Linked DNA regions of Sus scrofa: region 1 is linked to region 2. Evidence: chromatin contacts called from public HiChIP or PLAC-seq data. All regions are on one chromosome and are shown on one strand. The core of a region is the stretch at or near the end of the contact, and the rest is flanking DNA. Distances in the headings are between cores, read along the strand shown. Region 1 holds the start of PCP4L1 (Purkinje cell protein 4-like protein 1). Region 2 overlaps SDHC (succinate dehydrogenase cytochrome b560 subunit, mitochondrial).

Region 1 (4,679 bases), core at 2,091-4,590, 78 kb after region 2:
TGCTCCATCACCCATCTGCTTGGGATCAGACACCATGGGACTAGCTACCAGTTGTCCATAACCCCCGTTTCAACAAATGGCTGCTGGACCAGGAGATCCCTCCAGCTGGGCTTCTTACAATTGAGAAGTACAACAGGATCACAGAACTGTGCTTTAAGCAGCCAGCTACAACATATGACAAGGGATTATAGCAAAGAGCCCTCAGGGACAGAAAGCATCTCTCATTCCCATCCTTCACTGAAACTAACAAAAAGTTATTAAACTATAAGAGATAGACTGTGATTCACAGCAATCAAGTCCTGCCTGCAGCTGTGAATGCAGACAAGCTGGAGATGAGTCCCTGCAGCTCCTCTGCGCATGAACACACACACACTCACCAGGAAATGCTCTGCTGCAGTACTGAGTGACAGCAAAGAGTCAGGAAGGTAAAGCACAACCAGAGACCCTCCCCAGCAACCCCACCAGGACCCTACATTTTCAGTTGCTGTAGGTCTGGATTCTCCTCCCCAATTATTGTTCTTCATTTGAAATGGGAATCTCTTAAGGAGATCCCAAATCCCCTCATTTCACGCAGGTTCTCTGAAGCAAGAAAAGAAGCAGGTGGAGGAGGTGAAGCTTACATAAGATTCAGGGTGCACAGAGCTTTCTTGGGCTAGAACTCCAGCCTGAAAGAGGAGACCCCTGGGGCTGAGCTGAGGGGAGTAAAGCAGTTTGGAATCTCCCTAGAGCTCCAGAGCTCTGAACAATACTTCCGCTTTTCATCATACCTTTTACAAGAGGAAGAAAACAGGCTGGGTCTTGGCCTCTAGGGAAGCAGAGACCCTTTGGGGATCTGGTTCAGAGAAGCTAGCCTCTGTATAAGCCCAGGTGGCTGCTTCTAGATTTTATAAATACTCATTGTGAAGCCATGCTCAGCTCCCAATTAGGAGGCAGCTTCGAGGGCTAAATTGCTAGTTAGAACCAGTTCACTCTGACAGGCTGGGAGGCTGGGCAGCCCTGCAGACACTGACAGTTGGTCCCATCCAAGGATCCTACTCTTGTCATTCTATTGAGCTCCTGATGGAGACTAGCCAAGTACAGGGCTCAGTCAGGATGACTTTCCCCTCAAACACCAAACTGTTTTCCTTGACACTGCTTTGTGACAGCTTTGTCACTTCAACAAATACCATCCTAAATCCCAGCCCCTGTAGTATATCCTACAGACAGGCTGTGCACTTCCCCCCAAAAGCACAGGCTAACCCCACATCTTCAAGTTGGTATAGCCTTCAGATCACAAACTCCCAGGGGATGGCTTGAATTGCAACTTGCAGATTTAGAAACACTAGAGGGGGCGTTGAACTCAGTGAAGAGGGCAGAGAAAACCTCTCTTATATTAGGGCTGAAAGAAGCAAGAGGAAAGAAGATTGAATCTCCCTGCCCCCACACCACTTTTCTTTCTGACAAGCTGCCATGGTCACAGTCACAACTATCTAAGGGACAGGAAACCACTTAAGTTCATCCGCAGCTCCTAGACTAGCTGAATTTTCCAGGATAAATTTAGTGGACCTGACAACCAAAATGTGGTAGCTGGCACTAATTGGCTCCCAGGACAACTTTTAGTAGGAGACAACAGTGCTCCTACTAAAGATGAAGATCTAAATTGAGACCTTGGCTCCAGGGTCCTATCCCTTCACTAACCTTGTATCCTTAAGATTTTTTTTTTTTTTTTTTTTAAGGCCGCACCCATGGCATATGGGAAGTTCCCAGGCTAGGAGTCAAATTCGAGCTGCGCTGCCTGCCTACACCACAGCCACAGCAATGCCAGATCAAAGCCATGTCTGTGACCTACACCAGAGCAACACCAGATCCTTAATCCACTGAGGGGGGTCAGAGATTGAACCCACAACCTCATAGACACTAGTCGGATTCATTACCACTGAGCCACATTGGGAACCCCTATCCTTGAGAATTTTTGTGCTGGTTTTCTGAAATAAATAATAATAATACTAAAAAAAAAAAAAAAAAAAAAAAGGACAGTAGCTAACATAGATTGAGTGCCTACTCTCTGCTAGGTACTGTTCTAAATAACCTGCATATATTATCTCATTTAATCATTAGAACAACCAATATAACCCTCATTTTGCAGATAAAACACTGAAGCAGAAAAAGGTTTAGTAAACTTGCCTAAGGTCACAAAGCTAGTAAGTAGCAGAGCTGGGATCTGGCGTTTAGCTGAGAAGTTGGATTTAACACAAGATCCTGGGTACTAGGAAAGGGACTGCAGATACTACTGCCCATACTGACTTTACTCAGAAAGGAAGATCCTTGTCCCCAGATGCCTACAAATGCAGTCAAACAATGGGAGAGGTCTTTTCCAGTCTCTGATCTGACTCCCACTGATGGACAGTGTTCTTTGACTAGAGGAAGTCACCGTTAATGGACTGGGTCTAGCTGGGATGACCAGGGAGCCTGTGGAAACTAGGGATGTAACAAGCACTCCAGAGGGAGGTCTACTCTTGAAGGGGACATCTCCTCAGGAACCAGACAAGCCCCCTCTATAGCGTTTCTGAATATCAGAAACGGTCCCTCCAACTGTTGGTTCTTGATTGAATGAGCGGAGGGCAGGATGCCACCTTCCTAAAAGGGGCAAAATGGCCCAGGGGGTGAAGGCTGGAGTTCTCCCCGAATGCTACACAAGAAATGTAAGAGCAATACAGCCCTAAGAGAGGGAGGACAGAAGGGAACGTTTTTCTCAGAAATCAGAGCAGTGAGGGAAGCCCGAGTAACCTCGGGGCAGTGTAAGACAGATGCGGAGGGCAGTATCCTGAGGATAAGGCAGGACCTGAGACCTCAGTGCTCCCACTCTACACCTGATTCCAGTTCCTCAAGATCGCCACCCACAGTCGGGGGACTTAAAGCCTCCCTCTTCCAATTGTCCCCCAGCGCCCTGAGGTGGGAGCTTTCCCAGAGGGGCAGTGGGGCGCCCCTGGAGGGTTCTCCGCGACTCTGGGCTGCCGTGCCCTCCCTCGCCGCCCCGGGACCCGGAGCCGTGATCTCCCCGCGCCGCAACTCTGGCCCTGGCCCGCAGCGGCAGGACCGGGCAGCGCCTCTCACCTCGCTCATCTTGGCGGCCGGACGCGGCGCGCAGGGCGCGGCACGTGCAGGGGAGACGAAGGGCCCTAGGGCTGCACGGGCGACGGCCGCCAGTTGCCGGGCTCTGAAGCAGGAGCCCCTCTGAGGAGGGAGGAAAGTTAGTGCGGAGAGCGGCTGCTAGTGTTCCCGCACCCCGGATCCTAGCGCTCCGCTCCGGGCTAGGAATCCCTTCCGACCCTGTCCTGTCAAAGCCGCTCGGCGAGTCGCTGCCTGCCCCACCTTTTATACTCAGCTCCGTACCCGCCTCCAGCTTGACCAATAGGAGCTCTTCCTGCCGCAGAGTGATAGCCCCTTGCATCCAATGGCGGCAGGCTCAGAGGTCTGCTGCATTTCCAAACTAGGGTAAGGCAGAGAGCGGGAAGGAGGCGGAGACCGTCGGGGGATGAGAGGACAGAAAATGAAGTAGGGGGAGCAAAGAAGGAAGGAGAAGAAAGAGTAGTATCGGAAGGAGGGAAGGAGACAGAGGAAAGGAAGGAGTGTGTGAGTTTGAGAAAGTGAAGAAAGAAGAGCTGGGAGGAATCAAGACGGTACGTGTGAAGCAGGAAACAGCGAATGAAAGGGTAAAGCCAAGAGATGCCGCAGATTAAAATTTAGTAATAGGATGGCAGTCTGAATAAGAGAAGGGAGGAAAGGAGCCAGGGAAGGAGGGAGAGAGGGAGAGACAGAGAGAATGGTATTCTGTGGCCAAAAAAAAAAGGAAATTTTGAAGTGCCTGTTTGGTTTGGAAGATCTTAGGAGTTGAAAGACATCTTAGGATTCATCCATCCTGCCTCCCACATAAAGCAAAGAGTCTTTTCCAACAAAATGATTGACCCCTAGCATCGACTTGAATAGGTAGTGAACTCCCCTCAAAAATTAATTTACAACTGTTTATTCATTCAATCTCAGTCTGACAATGTGTCCTCCACTGTGCTCCACTGTAGTGGTGAAACTATTAAAAAAAAAAAAAAAAAAAAAGAGGGAGACACACTTATTTTGACCTTGCACCCATTGTGGCCATTAAAATAGATTCCGGAGTTCCCGTCGTGGCGCAGTGGTTAACGAATCCGACTAGGAACCATGAGGTTGAGGGTTCGGTCCCTGCCCTTGCTCAGTGGGTTAAGGATCCGGCGTTGCTGTGAGCTGTGGTGTAGGTTGCAGATGCGGCTCGGATCCCGCGTTGCTGTGGCTCTGGCGTAGGCCAGTGGCTACAGCTCCAATTCGACCCCTAGCCTGGGAACCTCCATGTGCCGCGGGAGTGGCCCTAGAAAAGGCAAAAAGACAAAAAAATAAATAAATAAATAAACAAACAAACAAACAAATAAATAAATAAAATAGATTCCAATATGATAGTTCTATCTCCTCAAGTCCAGTGTTTGTTTGTTTTGTTTTTTCTCCCTTCCAAAAATTCAGGTAGCAACCTATTTGGTGGAATTTTTTTTTTTTTTTTTTTTTTTTGGTCTTTTGAGGGTTGCACCCCACGGCATATGGAGGTTCCCAGGCTAGGGGTCGAATCAGAGATGTAGCTGCCGGCCTACACCACAGCCACAGCAACTCAGGCTCCTAGC
Region 2 (4,775 bases), core at 670-3,169:
TCCCTCTTGCTATGGCTGCCTCTTGTAACCCATAACTAGGAGGAGGGTTGAAGGAAAGAGTAGGGAGAAGAAAACATTTTTACAAGGATTGAGTCAATTATACTCCAGAAATGACCAGGAGGAAATTTGAGCAAAAGGAACATCAAATAACTAGTCCCTCACCCATCTCATTTTTCACCCTGAATATGAACTACAACTTCAAAGTTTGAGGTACAGTCATTAGTAGAATATGTATATGCACATTTGGAGGAGGCGGGGGGTGGGGGGGAGAACATATAGGAAACCAGAGTAGAAGATGGAATCTTTGTTTAAGGCTTCGTATCTGATGACAGAACACATGGGGAAAATAGTTACAAAAGCACAACTGAAGCAAAAGCACAAATAAAATTTGAAAACGGAAGACACAGGGAGCTCCCGGGTGACTCAGTGGGTTAAGGATCCAGCATTGTCAGTGCTGTGGTTCTTGTCACTGCTATGGCACAAGTTTGATCCCTGGCCCAGGACAGGAGCTTCCACATGCTGCAGGTGAGCCCCCCCCCCAAAAAGAAAGAAAACTGAAGAACAGAAATGACTAGAGTACAGAAGAAAAATAGAGACAGTAAGCAGAAATTTAGGACAAAATAACAAACATGATGACCACTCTACCCCTCCCCCATCCTAATCACCTGAATGATAAGAAGTCACCAAAAAAGTCAAGAAATCCCCTGTTCATCTCCCAGCCTCCAATTTCTGTTTATCATCATCCCTATTCTGCATCTTTCTGGCAAGGGCTATTAAACTTAATGCCCTTGCCAAACCTCTCCCAGGCCCAATACCCCAACTGTTCCCTTGTGAACATACGTACCTCACTCCAGAGACAAGTACACAGGACATATGGTGTAACCTGGAGGAATGCTACAGAGACTGCTCAGCACCACTCTAGCAAAAAGGGAGAAGTGATCATCACTTAGAGCCAAACAGTATCTGGGAGCTGGGGTGAAGACTGTTGAGGCAGCTAAGATCTTCTTCTCCACTGAGACCAGTTAGTCATCGTTACTCCTCTCCAACCCGCAGCTTTAACTGGCTGGCTAACAACTCAGAGTGACAGACAAGACAGATCCATCACCCCAGAGTTTCCAAAAACTATCAAAACAGTGCTCCTGCCAAGGGAGTTAGGGCCTCTACAGATTTATTATAAAAGTAGCAAATTTGGCCGTTGCAGCTCAGTGATGATGAACCCAACTAGTATCCATGAGGATGCAGGTTTGATCCCTGGCCTTGCTCAGTGGGTCAGGGATCTGGTGTTGCCATGATCTGTTGTGTAGATCATAGACGCAGCTTGGATCCCGGGTTGCTGTGGCTGTGGTGTAGCCTGGCAGCTAAAGCTCTGATTCAACCCCCAGCCTGGGAACTTCCATATGTCAGCTGTGGCCCTAAAAAGCAAAAACAAACAGGAGTTCCCGTCGTGGCGCAGTGGTTAACGAATCCGACTAGGAACCATGAGGTTGCGGGTTCGGTCCCTGCCCTTGCTCAGTGGGTTAATGATCCGGTGTTGCCGTGAGCTGTGGTGTAGGTTGCAGACGTGGCTCGGATCCCGCGTTGCTGTGGCTCTGGTGTAGGCCGGTGGCTACAGCTCTGATTCGACCCCTAGCCTGGGAACCTCCAAATGTCGCAGGAGCAGCCCAAAGAAATAGCAAAAAGACAAAAAACAAACAAACAAAAAAGTATCAAGTTTTCTCAATAAACTATAAAAAGTTTTCCAGGTTTCCAAAAATCTCTCCTTTCTTATCTTTATTCTCTTTTCTCCTCAAGTTTACATACTAAGCTCATGGGCCCTTGGCTGTCACCTCCACTGTTCCACTAGATTATAATTGCCTTGAAGCTTATGATCAGTTCTCAGTGGGATTTTGGAGCCTGTAATAACCTCAAGCTCTCTGCATGCTTAACTTCCTTCCTCTTGCTTCTTCCTTCTCTGAGATTTCGGCATGACATTAAATCCTTGGCTACTTATAGTTGATTCTCTGAATTTTCCACTGGTCACTTGTAGGACAAATTGCTTCCCTCCTGAGAAAGGTCAGACTGGGCGATGTAAATGCCTGAGACCAGAAGGAGGGGGAGGAAACTGGATCCTCCCCAACCGCTATGCCCTTGGTTTCTCAAGATATCAAGGAGAGTCAAAGACAAAATGATAACTTTAATTCACTGTCAGAAAAAGCTGTCACATGAATTTGGATTAGAAAACATATTAGGCTTGGTTTTTCTGGAAATGTAAAGAAGAGAAATGACCCTTAATAGGTTCAACCACCATTTTCCAGATCTTCCTCTTGCATCAAAAGCTATATACATCTTCTCCCCAAAGCACCTGCTCCATGAGCCAACTTACCCTCTTTATCTCACTCCAGCCAGAACAAGCTAATTCCCCTCCACCCCACCCCTCTCCTTTCAGTCACACTGTGTGGGTGCTAAAGACCCTGGGCTCTGACCAATGAACAGAATTGTCCTTTAAGCCAGCAACCCACAGGCAGTGGCACCCAAAGCCCCCACTCCCAGTCCCCATGGCAGGGGCCACAGAGCTGGCATTGTTTCTACTGTCTCAGGAAAAAGGAGCCAAAAGCTGACCCTCAGCATAAATCAAGGCCCAATATGGAGAGAGAATGAGGGCTCCCAGGCCTAGAGTAGGCTGCAAGCTGGGGGCAGGAAAAGGGAGTTTTTGCAGTCATTCTATCTTTAAAAATAAGGGGAAAAGTGGACACTTTTCCACTACTATGGTTCTATAACGTACTCTACTGCTGAGCTCCAACAGGGTCTGCAAGCACAAAAGGGTCAGAGCTTTGCCCTGGCTGAAGATAACAGCAACAAATAGGAAGATAAATCAATGTAGTAATTTGCAGGACGATGATGTTGGGAACTCAGCTCTTCACATGGCTGCCAGCCCTACAGAGGACAACACAGTAAGAATCAAGACAACCACTCCAGACTGGGTTAGCTGGGGAATCGTCAGGCCTTTTCCTAGGTCCCAAATCTGTAGAAACAAGAAAAAAAAAATTTTTTTTTCATCAATTAGGGTCCTGGTCACTCTCACAGTTCCCTTCTCAAAAAGGAGCTCTATCTAGGAACAGACAATTTCTCTCAGCCTGATTCTAGAGAAAAGCACTTCTCCCCTTATTCCTTACCTTCACCTTTCTCAAAACCCACAGAACGTACCTACCACCACCTACTTATCCCAGTAACAGAAAAGGGATCCACCCTTAGCCCTATATATAAGAACTTCCAGACTGAATAGATAAAACTTTCCCTCATGACAAGAAAACAAGATCAGTGTTTCCCAAAGTGTAATTCTCCAAAAACTAGATCCTCAGAACAGTAAAAGGCATTACATGGTAGGGGGAAAGAGTTCTATGTTCAAATAAATTTGGTATTTACCCATAAGACCTCTCAAATAATTTATTAATACACACTGCTAATCTCCAAAATGGAGATATAATATACATGATTTCCTAGATACAGCCAACCACAGAACCCCCTTTGAGAAGGACCATTTGTCCAATCAGAGGACAGGTATTTTTAAAAAATACTCCTTGCGATCTAGAATAATATTTCTCAATTTTGTTTTGACTGTGACCATCCCCAACTAAGAAATATCTTTTTAATGAGTGTGTGTATATACACACATATGTATTATATATCATATATAAAAGTTCATGAAATAATAAGCAATATTTATCATTATATTAAGTTGTATTCTATCTAAATTTCTTTCTTTTCTTTTTCTTTTTTGGCTGCACCCACGGCATGCAGAAGTTCCCAGGCCAGGGACTGAACTTGCACCACAACAGTGACCCAAGCCTACTGTAGGGACAATGCCGGATACTTAACTTGCTAAGCCACATGAAAACTCTAAATTATTTTATTGGTAACAACCTACTAAATTGATTTTCTACATAATGAGTCAAAAACCGCAATTTAAAAACCACTGATCTATTGCAGATGCATCTGGTTTGTAATCACTTAAATATATTCTCACTTTAAGTATAAAAAAAAAAAAACAAAACAAAAAAACCACTGATCTAGACTCTTTTGTCCTCTAGGGATATTAACATATTATATTCTGAATTTCTGAAAGACCCTCTTGAACAAAAGTAGTCTTCAGGTTTCTCACTTTCCACACACGATGGCCTCAACACACACAGATGCCCACACTCTGAATATAAAACTGATTAAATTTTTTTCTCTGCTTTAGAGAAAAATTAAGAGAGCCCAGAAAAAAAAAAATCAAGATGAGATGAGATCAAGATGCCCCTACCTTAGCTTCTAAAGAGCTTCTACCTAGGGAAGATTAGGAGTCAATCAGATTCCACAAAGTTATTTTGTTTAAAAAGGCATAGTGTTTTATAAAAACAAAAAACTGAGTTCTGCTGGGTGGCAGTGATAGAGGGATAGTTTCTAGCATACTGAGATCCTGTCACTTCTACTTTCTTAAATCAACCCCACCTCCACTCCCCCATTAAATCTTCTGGCAAGACAATTATCAAGTTCAGAGTGAAAGAACAGTGGACTGTCACACAGAACAGATAAAATCCTGTCCCACACTCAGAGCCAGGACTTGCTAGGACAACAAACAAAAGCAGATTTAAAGGCTTAAGAAAAGCCTTGACTTAGTTCTGACATTTTATAAAACCTCCTTCCCTTCCCTCCCCCAACAATGAGACATATGCAAATATATGGCAAGTCCCTGCCTGAGCTAGGGGAGCAGCAGAGGAAGCTGATCAGCTGATTTTCATTGGAGAGCTTTGTTC

Evidence for each region. HiChIP or PLAC-seq counts read pairs in DNA pulled down with a chosen protein or histone mark.
Region 1: an H3K27ac HiChIP or PLAC-seq map of alveolar macrophages shows a contact between it and region 2. The contact joins the promoter of PCP4L1 here to the enhancer-like site in region 2. A contact is called at or near these places in 2 of 5 promoter capture datasets (liver and skeletal muscle), 8 of 47 Hi-C or Micro-C datasets (adipocytes, embryonic fibroblasts, liver and 4 more) and 1 of 2 datasets of contacts at active chromatin or transcription factors (alveolar macrophages).

The regions. Positions count from the first base shown.
Region 1 is chr4:89,209,512-89,214,190 of Sscrofa11.1, forward strand. PCP4L1 (Purkinje cell protein 4-like protein 1) reads right to left here and starts at 3,341. Exons shown (of 3, transcript XM_003125657.5): 1 at 3,094-3,341. The coding sequence starts at 3,102.
Region 2 is chr4:89,133,257-89,138,031 of Sscrofa11.1, forward strand. It overlaps SDHC (succinate dehydrogenase cytochrome b560 subunit, mitochondrial), which reads right to left. Exons shown (of 6, transcript XM_003125659.6): 6 at 2,154-3,001. The coding sequence ends at 2,897. CFAP126 (protein Flattop) reads left to right here. Exons shown (of 7, transcript XR_001308305.2): 7 at 1-269. Among named protein-coding and RNA genes, the nearest start is that of CFAP126, 28 kb to the left of the region's middle. Within about 2 kb of position 1,920, at least 5 of the 83 cell types and tissues checked have an H3K27ac peak or open chromatin away from gene starts, as enhancers often do. A contact at or near this core is called in alveolar macrophages and retroperitoneal adipose tissue, where this site is marked.